Linked DNA regions of Mus musculus: regions 1 and 2 are each linked to region 3. The links are chromatin contacts, called in public HiChIP or PLAC-seq and promoter capture Hi-C maps. All regions are on one chromosome and are shown on one strand. Each heading gives the region's core, a stretch centred on a gene start, on an enhancer-like site or on the middle of the called end of the contact. The rest is flanking DNA. Distances are from core to core; before and after follow the strand shown. Region 1 has its middle 26 kb from the start of Shc3. Region 2 overlaps Shc3 (src homology 2 domain-containing transforming protein C3). Region 3 holds the start of Nxnl2 (nucleoredoxin-like 2).

Region 1 (3,316 bases), core at 653-3,152, 420 kb after region 3:
TGTATGTGTGTGTGCATGTGTGTATTATGTGTGTGTGTGTGTGTGTGTGTGTGCATGTGTGTATTATGTGTGTGTTTGTGTGTGTGTGTGTGTGTGTGTGTGTGTACATGTATGTCCCACTGAGTCCAGTCAACGCTGCCTGCTGTGATGATGACTAATCCCATAACTCCCATAGCCGCTGGGAATTCCTGGGTTCAGACGGCCCTGTCACATGCAGATACAGAATTGTATAGCTTTCGTCTTTATCCTTCATTTCTTTTATTCTTTCTAACCCCTCTTCCCAGATTTCCCATGAGCCTGTCCTGGAGGTGGTACAGATGTCCCACTTAGGACTGACAGCTCAACAGTCACTTGTTCTAGCTGTGAATCTATCTCTTCAGTGAGTGCTGAACGCTGAAGAGAGAAGTGTCTTTGGTCACAGCTGAGAATGGTACTAATGTATGGTCAGTTTGACAACACGTTTGTTCCTCCCTAGAACCTGTGACCTCCCTGGCAGGTTGATATTGTAACACACAGATAAACCTCACCTCTTAATATATTGTTTGGTTTTTAATACTGTGATTTCATATCCAATTTCAAGTAGAAATAGTTGTGTTTTATTTTCATTTCTTCTTATCCAAACTAACGGGCTAACCTCAGGATTACAATGAAAAAAATTTTTTTTGAGGTATAAATAATTCAAAAGCTATTTATAGTACTAAATTCTAACACTGTTTACATTAGGCAGACATTTTAAAATACATTCTGAACACCAATCTATTTTTAAATCGTTGAAAGGGGTTTCACCAGCCACCTCACAAAAAGAAAGAAGGAATAATAAACTTGAGAATGCAAAACAGTTTAAATTGTCTCAAGCCGTTTGGACTCTTCTTTCCTGATAATAGCAGCGCTGTGGCTTCCGTATGCTAAAATCAAGGATTGTTGTTCAGTCTTATTTTCTACACTGGGCTTTCTCGGTTCGGATGGGTCTATTTGCTTCTTCGCCTCGCCTGCTTTAAATCCTAGCGTGGTGAGGCTCTCCACCGGGGCCAACTCTGGATCGCTTCAGCCCCACCCTCCAAGTTCTCTTCCGCAGGAGCCTAAAATTCTTTTGAAATTAAGTAGGATAAGCGCCTGGGCTCCCAGCGTCTCCACTTCCTGAGACCCTCCCTCTGTACCACCAACACCCCTCCTCTCGGTGGTTTGACCGGTTATCCTAGAAACGCTGCTAAACCTCCGCCTCCTAACTCTGGCGGACTGTGGCATCCTCCCTTGCGCACTTTGCGGGCGCGGCAGAGGCAAGGCTGGGCGCACGTAGGTGGGTGAGGCAGGCGCATGTGGGTGCTGCCAGTGCGTGGGTGAAGTAGGGTTGCGTGGGTGACGTGGGGGTGGGGGATACGTGGGTGCTGCAGGTGCACGTGGGTGTTGCTGGCGCGTGGCTGCTGTAGGGGCGTGGGTGTTGCTGGCTCACGAGGCTGCTGCTGGTGCGTGGCTGCTGTAGGGGTGTGGGTGCTGCGTGCAGACGATGGCGGCAGATCAAGAGTCCCAACCTAAGAGACAGAGGCAGTGTGCTTCCTGTCCCAACGCATAAAATCCCTGGAGCCCCTGGAAACGCTCCTAGTAACGCCTATGAGGTTCACGGTTCCAAACAGGAAAGGAAACGCTACTGATGCCACAGAGCAATGGTGAAACTGGGAGGAGGGGCAAGAGTATAACTTAAAAAAAAAAAAAAAAAAAAAAAAACTATGGCACAGGGAAACGCCCAGAGCCTCTCCACAGAGGATCCTCTCAGGCCAACCCAGCAAGTCCCCTATTCAGCCATTAAAATGCCCGGCAGCACCCGTTCTCCATCACCCTCACTCACTCAAGAAGACAAGAGGACTTCTTCAGTTGGAAAGATGAGGATAGGCTACGCATCCCTGCGCACCCATGATTGAGGGCGGACCCGCCCACGCCCCTTTCAACAGCCCACATTATGTCTGGCTCGTTTACTCAAATGGGCATTAAGCAAACTGCGGTTACCAGAGTAAAACTCCCACAACACACCCTCTCACTACCTAGAAGAGTGCCTATCCCCAGAGTAAAGAGAGAGGCTATCGTGACCAGTGAGTTTCAAGAACCAGACTTGTCTCCATCAACTAATGTTCTGCTCTGGATCCCACACAAGTCCAAGCACCAAACACACCTATTCCTCAGCTCCTTCAAATCCCAGTCTACAGAAGTTCCAGTTCCGTGAGCCCCTGAGGCGGCGAGATCGAAATATTCCAATATTGTTCCAGTAAACTCTACAACCACGAGTTTCTTTCGCTGCTCATGGTTTGATTGAGTTGGCTGTTGTTGTTGTTGTTGTTGTTGTTGTTGTTGTTGTTGTTGTTGTTTTCAAGAGGATGAGGTAGTGGTGGTAAGGCAGAGTCTCAGCCCAGGTTAGCCTCCGATTTAACTGAGTAACCAAGGCTGGCCTTGAACTTCTGACCTTCTGCAACCTCCTGAAGTCTGACCACAGTTGTTCATTTTAGCCACATTAGGTACCTGATACACAAATACCTACACAGACAAGAGCACAGCTTTCAAAAAAGCTTTCTTTTTTTTCTTTTACTATTCTGAGTATCCCAAAGTTAAAAATTAGATCCTGGAGGGATAGAGACAAGCCAGGAGGGTGAGGGAGAGAGGACATCTTCCCTAAAGTCAATCCCTGCCCCGTTCCCCGTTTCTGTCCACACCATTACCAGCCTCAGTCTTTTCATCTTAATTCAAGACACAGCTGGCTTTCCCAGAAGGATGTGCTTGTCAAACTTGGATGGTTTTGTCCTACTATGTTATCCGTTAGAAACCTGACCCTCAGTGTGGGAGTGTTGAGAGTTGGTGGCCTAGCCGATATTCCTTCACCGTCTCCACAGGATGTGAAAGGCCAGTGGTTAGGACACTGGAAGGTAAATAAACCTCTTTATAAGGTACTCTGGTATTTCGTTACGGCCACAGAAAACGGACTCATTCTTGTGGCTTTAGGAATAAGTAGTATGCAACTGAGAATGTAGAACACTTGGGAAGATTCCGTTTCCAGTGGGTTGGCTTGTCAGTCTTAATCCTGCTCCTTGCTCTGAACTCCTGAATCAGCCTTCACTAGACCAGGGTATGACTCTACTCCCTGGCTCTTGAAATCTATGATGTAGAACAGATGCCCTCTCTCTAAACCTGTATTGAGGCACTAGTTTCCAAGGAAGATGCCATGTAAAGATCTGCTAGACTACAGATTCCCCCTGACTTCCTCTTTGACGTTGCCAAAGGCCTCCTGCAAACAGCTTGCACCTCAGTGCTCTCCAGGATCCCTCTAGTGGCC
Region 2 (3,192 bases), core at 583-3,082, 260 kb after region 3:
CTGGACCAAGGGCCACCTTGAACTATATCTTCCCTTCTCTCTAGTGCCTTCTGGTGCCTGGCATGTAGACCACACCAGGGTAGGATGTGGTTTGGAGAGCTTGGCTTTGTGCCCCACACTGAAATCCTGTAAGGCTCAGAAGCCCCAATTGTCCTTAGGGACTGAGGGACCCTTCTCTCAGGACTCCTTCATGCTATATGACCTTAAGGGCATTGAAGGTTCTCTCTTCACGACCTTATCCTTCTGCCTCTGGACCAATGTGCTCTCTCCCCCTCCCCCTCCCCTTCTCTCCCTCTCCCCCTCCCCCTCTCCCTCCCTCTCTCCCTCTCCCCCCCTCTCCCTCTCTCCCTTTCCCTCTTCCTTTTTCTCTCCCCCTCCCCTCCCCTCCCCCTCCCCCCCCCGCCCCCCTCTCTCAGCACTCTGTTCTTCCTTATCAAGGTCTGGTCATGGCTGTCTGTCCTCCTGAAGCTTTCTCTTCTAACAAAGATAAGTCCTGCCTCTGTTTCCCTTTTCTACACGCCTGCTGTTCTCCCTAACATTTACAATGCTGTGGACATGGCTGTTCCCGAGCTCAGTCTGAAGGACAACAGCAAGAAGACCCTTAGTACCTTCTCAGTACAGATGGTTTTCTCTAAGTCACAACCGCCCATAAAGGATCCTGTCACAGGCAGTTCCACCTTGAAAATACTGTCTCAGGAGCTCTGTGGCTGGGGAAACGGCCAGTCTCTCGTGCCAAGAAGATAACTTGGCAGCTCTTGTGGGCTCCCACAAAACCCTACTGCAGACCTCACCCATCTTTGGGAGCTCAGAAGAACTTAGAAGGTGTGCTGTCTCTTCAAGCCTTCAGGGGTTGGGTGCTGTCTGACCCACCACAGAAGAAATCACAGGGAACCTTCAGTTCTGCGAACAGGGGGAAGCAGACACCGCTACCCACGGGGTCTCCAAATCTGTCTCAATGATCACAGCATCAGACTCATGAACAGAGGAAGGCCCACAGGGAACACAACCATCCCTATATCTCCGTGAGATCCCACAAGGTCAGAGTCAAGCTAGAGAAGAGGAAGATGGCATCTCCCTGCAGGTGAGTCTCCTGGGGAACAACATCAAGGCAGGATGCCTGCCTGTCTAAAATGGCTCCCAGGTGAGGCACCTCTCCAGCATCCATAAAATTGTGCATGTATTGCCCCCTTGTGGTCACAAGCATGCAATATTAGGGGAATTGAAAGTTTCCAGGGGGAAGGTTCCTTCAGCATGGTTTGTAGTGCTTGGGAAGGTTTTGTTCCTGGACAGCAGCTCCATCACTCAGAACTCTACACGTATGCTAGCCCAGGAAGAAGCTGAGAGGGGCAAGCCCACAGCACTCCAGGAGCGACACAGATTCCCCCAAAATAGGTCCTTCCCACCCAGGACCTTCCCTGACAAGGAAGTCATACCAATCCAGAGCTGACAGTGACTTGACACAATCACAGTGGGTGGCACCTTCATCTCTGCCTTCCTGGAGAGTGATCTAAACATAGTCCTGGTGATAGCCATCGCCTAGAAAACCATTGTGCCAGGCAGAGACTGGTCCCAGCTGCCCACAGCAAGGATGGCACACAGTCTAGTCAGAACTGGGCCTCCAGAGGGGTACCCAGGCAGGAACTTGCCTAGCTTCAATGTTGGCCAAGCACCTAACAGTGCCTGGGCAGCCCAGAAACTGGGAGGAAGATGCCTAACACTACTGGCAGGGGAGCTAATCCTGCTAGGACACATGATAGGAGACAGAGGGATCCGGGCAGGCATGTGCCTTACTTTGTGGCTTGGTAGCATGTCCCAGTGATTGATAGACTTGAGTGCACAGGTCACTCCTAGTCTAAGCCACTCCAAGCCTGGGCTTCATAGCAGCGGAAGTGCACAGACTTCCTCAATGTGATGGGAACTGTCTCAGAGGGATCTCCACCCAGAACCTCAGGACCTTCTCTGATCTGCATGGAGACCTCTGCTGACCTCCTTCAGTCCAGTCTCCCCTTCCTTCTAGATCTACATCCTGTCCATTGCTAGTTCCTAGGAATGGTTGGGCTGTAGACACAGAACACACAACTCCCATGCCTCACACATTCCTCTTGTTTGTTTACACCTTCAGAGGAGAAGACCGCAAGTAAGAATCAGGCGAAATGAAACAAGCTGTCTGCAGACAACAGCAGTGACCCCAGGTAAGGCACTTCTGGGAGTCAATGAAATATTGGTCTCTTCCCCTTCCCAGAGTCAGATGCTCTGCTCCAGGAGGTTATCTCTCTCTCTCTCTCTCTCTCTCTCTCTCTCTCTCTCTCTCTCGCTCACTCTCTCTCTCGCTCTCGCTCTTGCTCTCTCTCCTCTCTCCCTCTCTCTCTCCTCTCTCTCCTTCCCCTCCTCCTCCCTCTCTCCCCCTAACCCTTCTCTCCTTCTCTCTCCCTCTCTTCCTTACTCTCCTTCTCCCCGTCTCTCCCCCTTTCTCTGCCCTTTGCCCTCTTCCTTCCTCCCCCTCTCTCCCTTCTTCCCTCTTTCCCTACTCTCCACCTTTCCCCTCTCTTCTCCTTCTCTCTGCCTCCCTCTCCTTTCTCTCTCCCTGTCTTTCCTTGATGTTCAGATAGATACAAGAGAGAGACCAACCTCATGGCACCTAACACAGCATCCTATTTCTAGCAACCACCACGACCATATCCTAAAACACCACAGCACAAAGGGAACAGACCAATTCCAACTCAGAAGACAAGTCAGAAAACAGAAAGAAATTCAGTTCACATAAAACAAAAACAAAGGACTTACTACATCCGCTAAGATAAATGTATGAAAAAAATTATTCAATGGGTGACAAAGTCTTTTAGAAATTAAATACACAATTTTACAAAGTATATGAACATATGCTTATGTGAGAGAGAGAGAGAGAGGGAGAGAGAGAGAGAGAGAGAGAGAAAGAGAAAGTTGATAAGGTTGTCAAGAAACGTTCCAAAGCAGCAGAAACTTGAGGGAAAGATAAGTTGTTATTCCTGTAACTTTCCAGTAAGTTTATTTTTAGTGTTCTTAATGGTGGAGCTGTACACTAATAGTATTTATAAGCAAAAAATGACAAGAGGTCAAGCAAGAATATATTACAAAATTATTTTAAATACTTCTCCCTTCCCTTAATTCCTCCTACTCTCCTTCCTTCCTGGAAAACCAGTACAAAATAAAGGT
Region 3 (3,204 bases), core at 423-2,922:
ATCTAAAGCCACAGAGCCAGCTTGCTGGCCCCTGAAGTTCTACATCGAAAGTCACGATCCCTCCAAGTCTCTACAGAGTCCACTGAAGCTCTGAGAGGGGACCAGTCAAGTTGGGCACCCAGGCAATGTAGAGTCCCATCACCCCTGCAGATGATAGGCTGCCTCTGCGGGAGGGCAGCTGAAGGCTTCCAAAATCAGGCTGGACAGACATTCCATGGTGTCTGTTGAATAAGCTGACACTTGGCAGGTGCATAGGGGAAAACCACTCTTTAGCAGTTGATATGGGGATAGAAAAGTGACTACCGGTGAATGTGACAGGGTCGAGGGATTTAGTCCACCCCCACAGGGGAAAGGCAGGCGTAGCTCACTTACTGGAGATGAACAGGTCCTTGGAGGAATACACATGAGATAGAGGAGGCTCAGGCAGTTTGTCTGGGAATTGTGAAAGTCTCTGTCGATGGCAGTTCAGTTCTCTCGGCAAACCTGCCTTGAGGGCACAACGGGGAAGCACAGAGAAACCTCTCCTCGGTTTGCTGTTTTCAGAGTGCTTAGAACTCCAAACAACCAGCGCACCAAAGTGGCATGATCTGGGATCCTATATGCTGGTTTCCGTCACCGCCTCTAAGTTTCAATAATTTCCTACAACCTTTTTGCAATATGTTTTATTTATTCTTACTTTATGTGTATGAATGCGTTGCCCGCATTGTACCATATGTGTGCCTGGTGCCCTTAGAAGCCAGAAGAGGGTGTGTGATCCCTTAGAACTGGAGTTTCAGAAGTTTTGTAAGCCACCTTGAGGGTGCTGACAAAAGAACACGCGTCCTCGGCAAGAGCCACCAGCCAGCGCTCTTAATGACTCAGCCATCTTTCCAGATCCTACTCTTTAATTTTTAAAATACTGCTCTTGAGGGTTAGTTATCTAGATCCCTAAGGTTTTGGGTGTGCCGGTACACGCTGACCCACAAGAGTGCCTCCTCCAGCTTGGCAGGGAGCTGAAACTTTCTTACTGTAAAAACTTCTGGACCGTCACAGCGCCTGCGTATCTTTAGCACTCTGGCTCTCCTCCGTCAACGTTGAGATCTGCCCTCAATTTTCTTCCAGAACTCCAGGATATGGGCGGTGGAGGTATACATCCGGAACACAAGAGCCCAGGCTCCCCATAGCCTGCCTATTTCGATTAGAGGTAGAAGAACCCTTTAGCTTCCTCAACCCTTTTCAGAGGCCCTAAGCAGACACAACAGCTTCGGGGGTGGGGGGTGGGGGTGGGGGCTCCAGGCTCAATGAGGGAATGCTTTTCTGGATTGGGAGGGCGGATTGGAGATGGCCAGCTGGAGCCAGGAAAGCTGTAAGGCTTATCTAGGGCTGGAAGATTCTCCAAGGGAGGGTGAGGGGCGTGGCGTGGATGGAGGAGTAGGGGCAGTGGGCGGGGCAGAACCCTGGTGAGTCTAGGCTCTTTTGGGTGAGGTGGGGAGGGGCTGGTGGGCGGAACAGAACTCCGGTCCGCAGAACAGAGCAGGAGTGGATTAGGTGGTGTGGAACTGGGCCCGTGGGGTGGGATGGGGGCGTGGACCCGAACAAGCCTCGGATGTCCGGACTAGTTGTGGGTGAGCGAGACAGGATGCCGGTGGGCGGGGCGCAGGTGGAGCGGGGCAGGGCTCTGGTGGATGTTAAGGACTCTGGTGGGTAGAGAGGGTTTGCAAGGCAGGATAAAATAGAGGGTGGGAGAGGTTGATGGCGTGGCTCTGCTTTTTGGTGCGGGGCACCCAGCTGTCATCGCTGCTGTCGCAGCTTCTGGAGTGGCCACTGTGCTCTCTCCTCCCTTCGGCTCAAGGTGAGCTGTTCCAGCAGAAGGCGGGGCTGAGAGGCGCCTAGTGCTGCGGGAGGCTCAGTGTCATCTTCCAGCTAACAGGTGGCCGTGCAGCCCAGGGCTCGTCTCTCCACTGTGTCCTCTTCACGCCGAGCTCGTGGCGATGGTGGACGTGCTGGGCGGGCGGCGCCTGGTGACCCGGGAGGGCACGGTGGTGGAGGCCGAGGTGGCGCTGCAGAACAAGGTGGTAGCTTTGTACTTTGCGGCGGGCCGGTGCTCGCCCAGCCGCGACTTCACGCCGCTGCTCTGCGACTTCTACACGGAGCTGGTGAGCGAGGCGCGGCGGCCCGCTCCCTTCGAGGTGGTTTTCGTGTCGGCAGACGGCAGTGCGGAGGAGATGTTGGACTTCATGCGCGAGCTGCACGGCTCCTGGCTGGCATTGCCCTTCCACGACCCCTACCGGCAGTGAGTGGGGACCCAGGGGTCATGGGGCTGGCGCTCTGGCTCCCCCAGGACTGCACCTGTACCGTGCTATTGTTTCAGAGCCCTTAACTTTCTATCTGGCCTTTTTTGCTGTTCAGATCTCAATGTGGGCCAATTCCCCCGAATCTTGGTTTCAGCATCCACGGGGCTCCGGTCTGCCAGCGTTTTCTGCCTTTTACGATTGGAGTGTCAGGAATTCACATGTCTCAGGAGCCCCAGGACTGGTACTGATGCTGGCTGGCATCCCTTAGCTAGGCTCCTTGATCAGTGGGCAGAAGGAAGGGTGGGAAGCCACCCTCCTGACGCTGTGGATCCCCGCCTTATCCACAGAGCTGAGTTGGGGGGAGCGGATGTACCCCGGGAGAAGTGGGGAGGGCCTCATAGCGCTCATAGCGGGAAGAGCTAGGTCAAATATTAGCTAGCCATCTCTGCGACTTATTTTTACCTACAGCAATGGAGTTCCCTAACTACAGATGTTAGAGCAGGCAGGGCTTGAGAGTTTCAGGAGAAGAAGCAATAAAGGGTGAGAGGTGGGTATGGAAGAGTCCAGATGGAGATCTCATAACACACGTCCCCCAGACCTGCCCGCTTCTAGGACAGATGTCAGTTCCTGGGTATCCTTTAACTCTGGGTCCTGGCTTTGTTATCCAAGTTGCGATGCTACCGGTGAATCCTTTCTGGAAAACGAAGCAAAGCCAACTTTGAGATGTCCCATGGATTCATAATAACTAGAAGCCCCCTTATTCTCTCTCTGTGTGTATGTGTCCGTGTGTGCACGTTCACAAGTGTGCACTTGTGCATGCATGTCAGTAGACAACCTCTGCTATTATTTCGCAGATGTCACCACCTTGCTTTTTTGAGACAGGGCCTTGCACTCTCCTGTAATTCACTTAGCTGGCTAGGCTAGCGGGCCA

What was found. Promoter capture Hi-C pulls out the DNA fragments that hold promoters and counts their contacts. HiChIP or PLAC-seq counts read pairs in DNA pulled down with a chosen protein or histone mark.
Region 1: a contact with region 3 is called in an H3K4me3 HiChIP or PLAC-seq map of forebrain, with 4 times the contacts expected there. The contact joins the enhancer-like site here to the promoter of Nxnl2 in region 3. A contact is called at or near these places in 2 of 39 promoter capture datasets (cranial neural crest and second pharyngeal arch cranial neural crest), 1 of 15 datasets of contacts at CTCF or cohesin (the NIH/3T3 cell line), 3 of 484 Hi-C or Micro-C datasets (the G1E-ER4 cell line, the HL-1 cell line and embryonic stem cells), 2 of 115 datasets of contacts at active chromatin or transcription factors (embryonic stem cells and forebrain) and 1 of 9 other capture datasets (embryonic stem cells).
Region 2: a contact with region 3 is called in a promoter capture Hi-C map of maxillary cranial neural crest. The contact joins the enhancer-like site here to the promoter of Nxnl2 in region 3. A contact is called at or near these places in 14 of 39 promoter capture datasets (the 3T3-L1 cell line, the C10 cell line, cranial neural crest and 7 more), 26 of 484 Hi-C or Micro-C datasets (the 3T3-L1 cell line, B cells, the C2C12 cell line and 15 more), 9 of 115 datasets of contacts at active chromatin or transcription factors (VIP interneurons, embryonic limb bud, embryonic midbrain and 5 more) and 3 of 9 other capture datasets (adipose tissue, liver and macrophages).

Annotation. Positions count from the first base shown.
Region 1 is chr13:51,593,694-51,597,009 of GRCm38.p6, forward strand. No RefSeq gene overlaps it. Among named protein-coding and RNA genes, the nearest start is that of Shc3, 26 kb to the left of the region's middle. Within about 2 kb of position 1,903, at least 74 of the 459 cell types and tissues checked have an H3K27ac peak or open chromatin away from gene starts, as enhancers often do. A contact at or near this core is called in embryonic stem cells and forebrain, where this site is marked.
Region 2 is chr13:51,433,524-51,436,715 of GRCm38.p6, forward strand. All of the region lies in intron 11 of Shc3 (src homology 2 domain-containing transforming protein C3), which reads right to left. Among named protein-coding and RNA genes, the nearest start is that of Gm32834, 16 kb to the left of the region's middle. Within about 2 kb of position 1,833, at least 7 of the 459 cell types and tissues checked have an H3K27ac peak or open chromatin away from gene starts, as enhancers often do.
Region 3 is chr13:51,169,353-51,172,556 of GRCm38.p6, forward strand. Nxnl2 (nucleoredoxin-like 2) reads left to right here and starts at 1,673. Exons shown (of 2, transcript NM_029173.4): 1 at 1,673-2,272. The coding sequence starts at 1,971.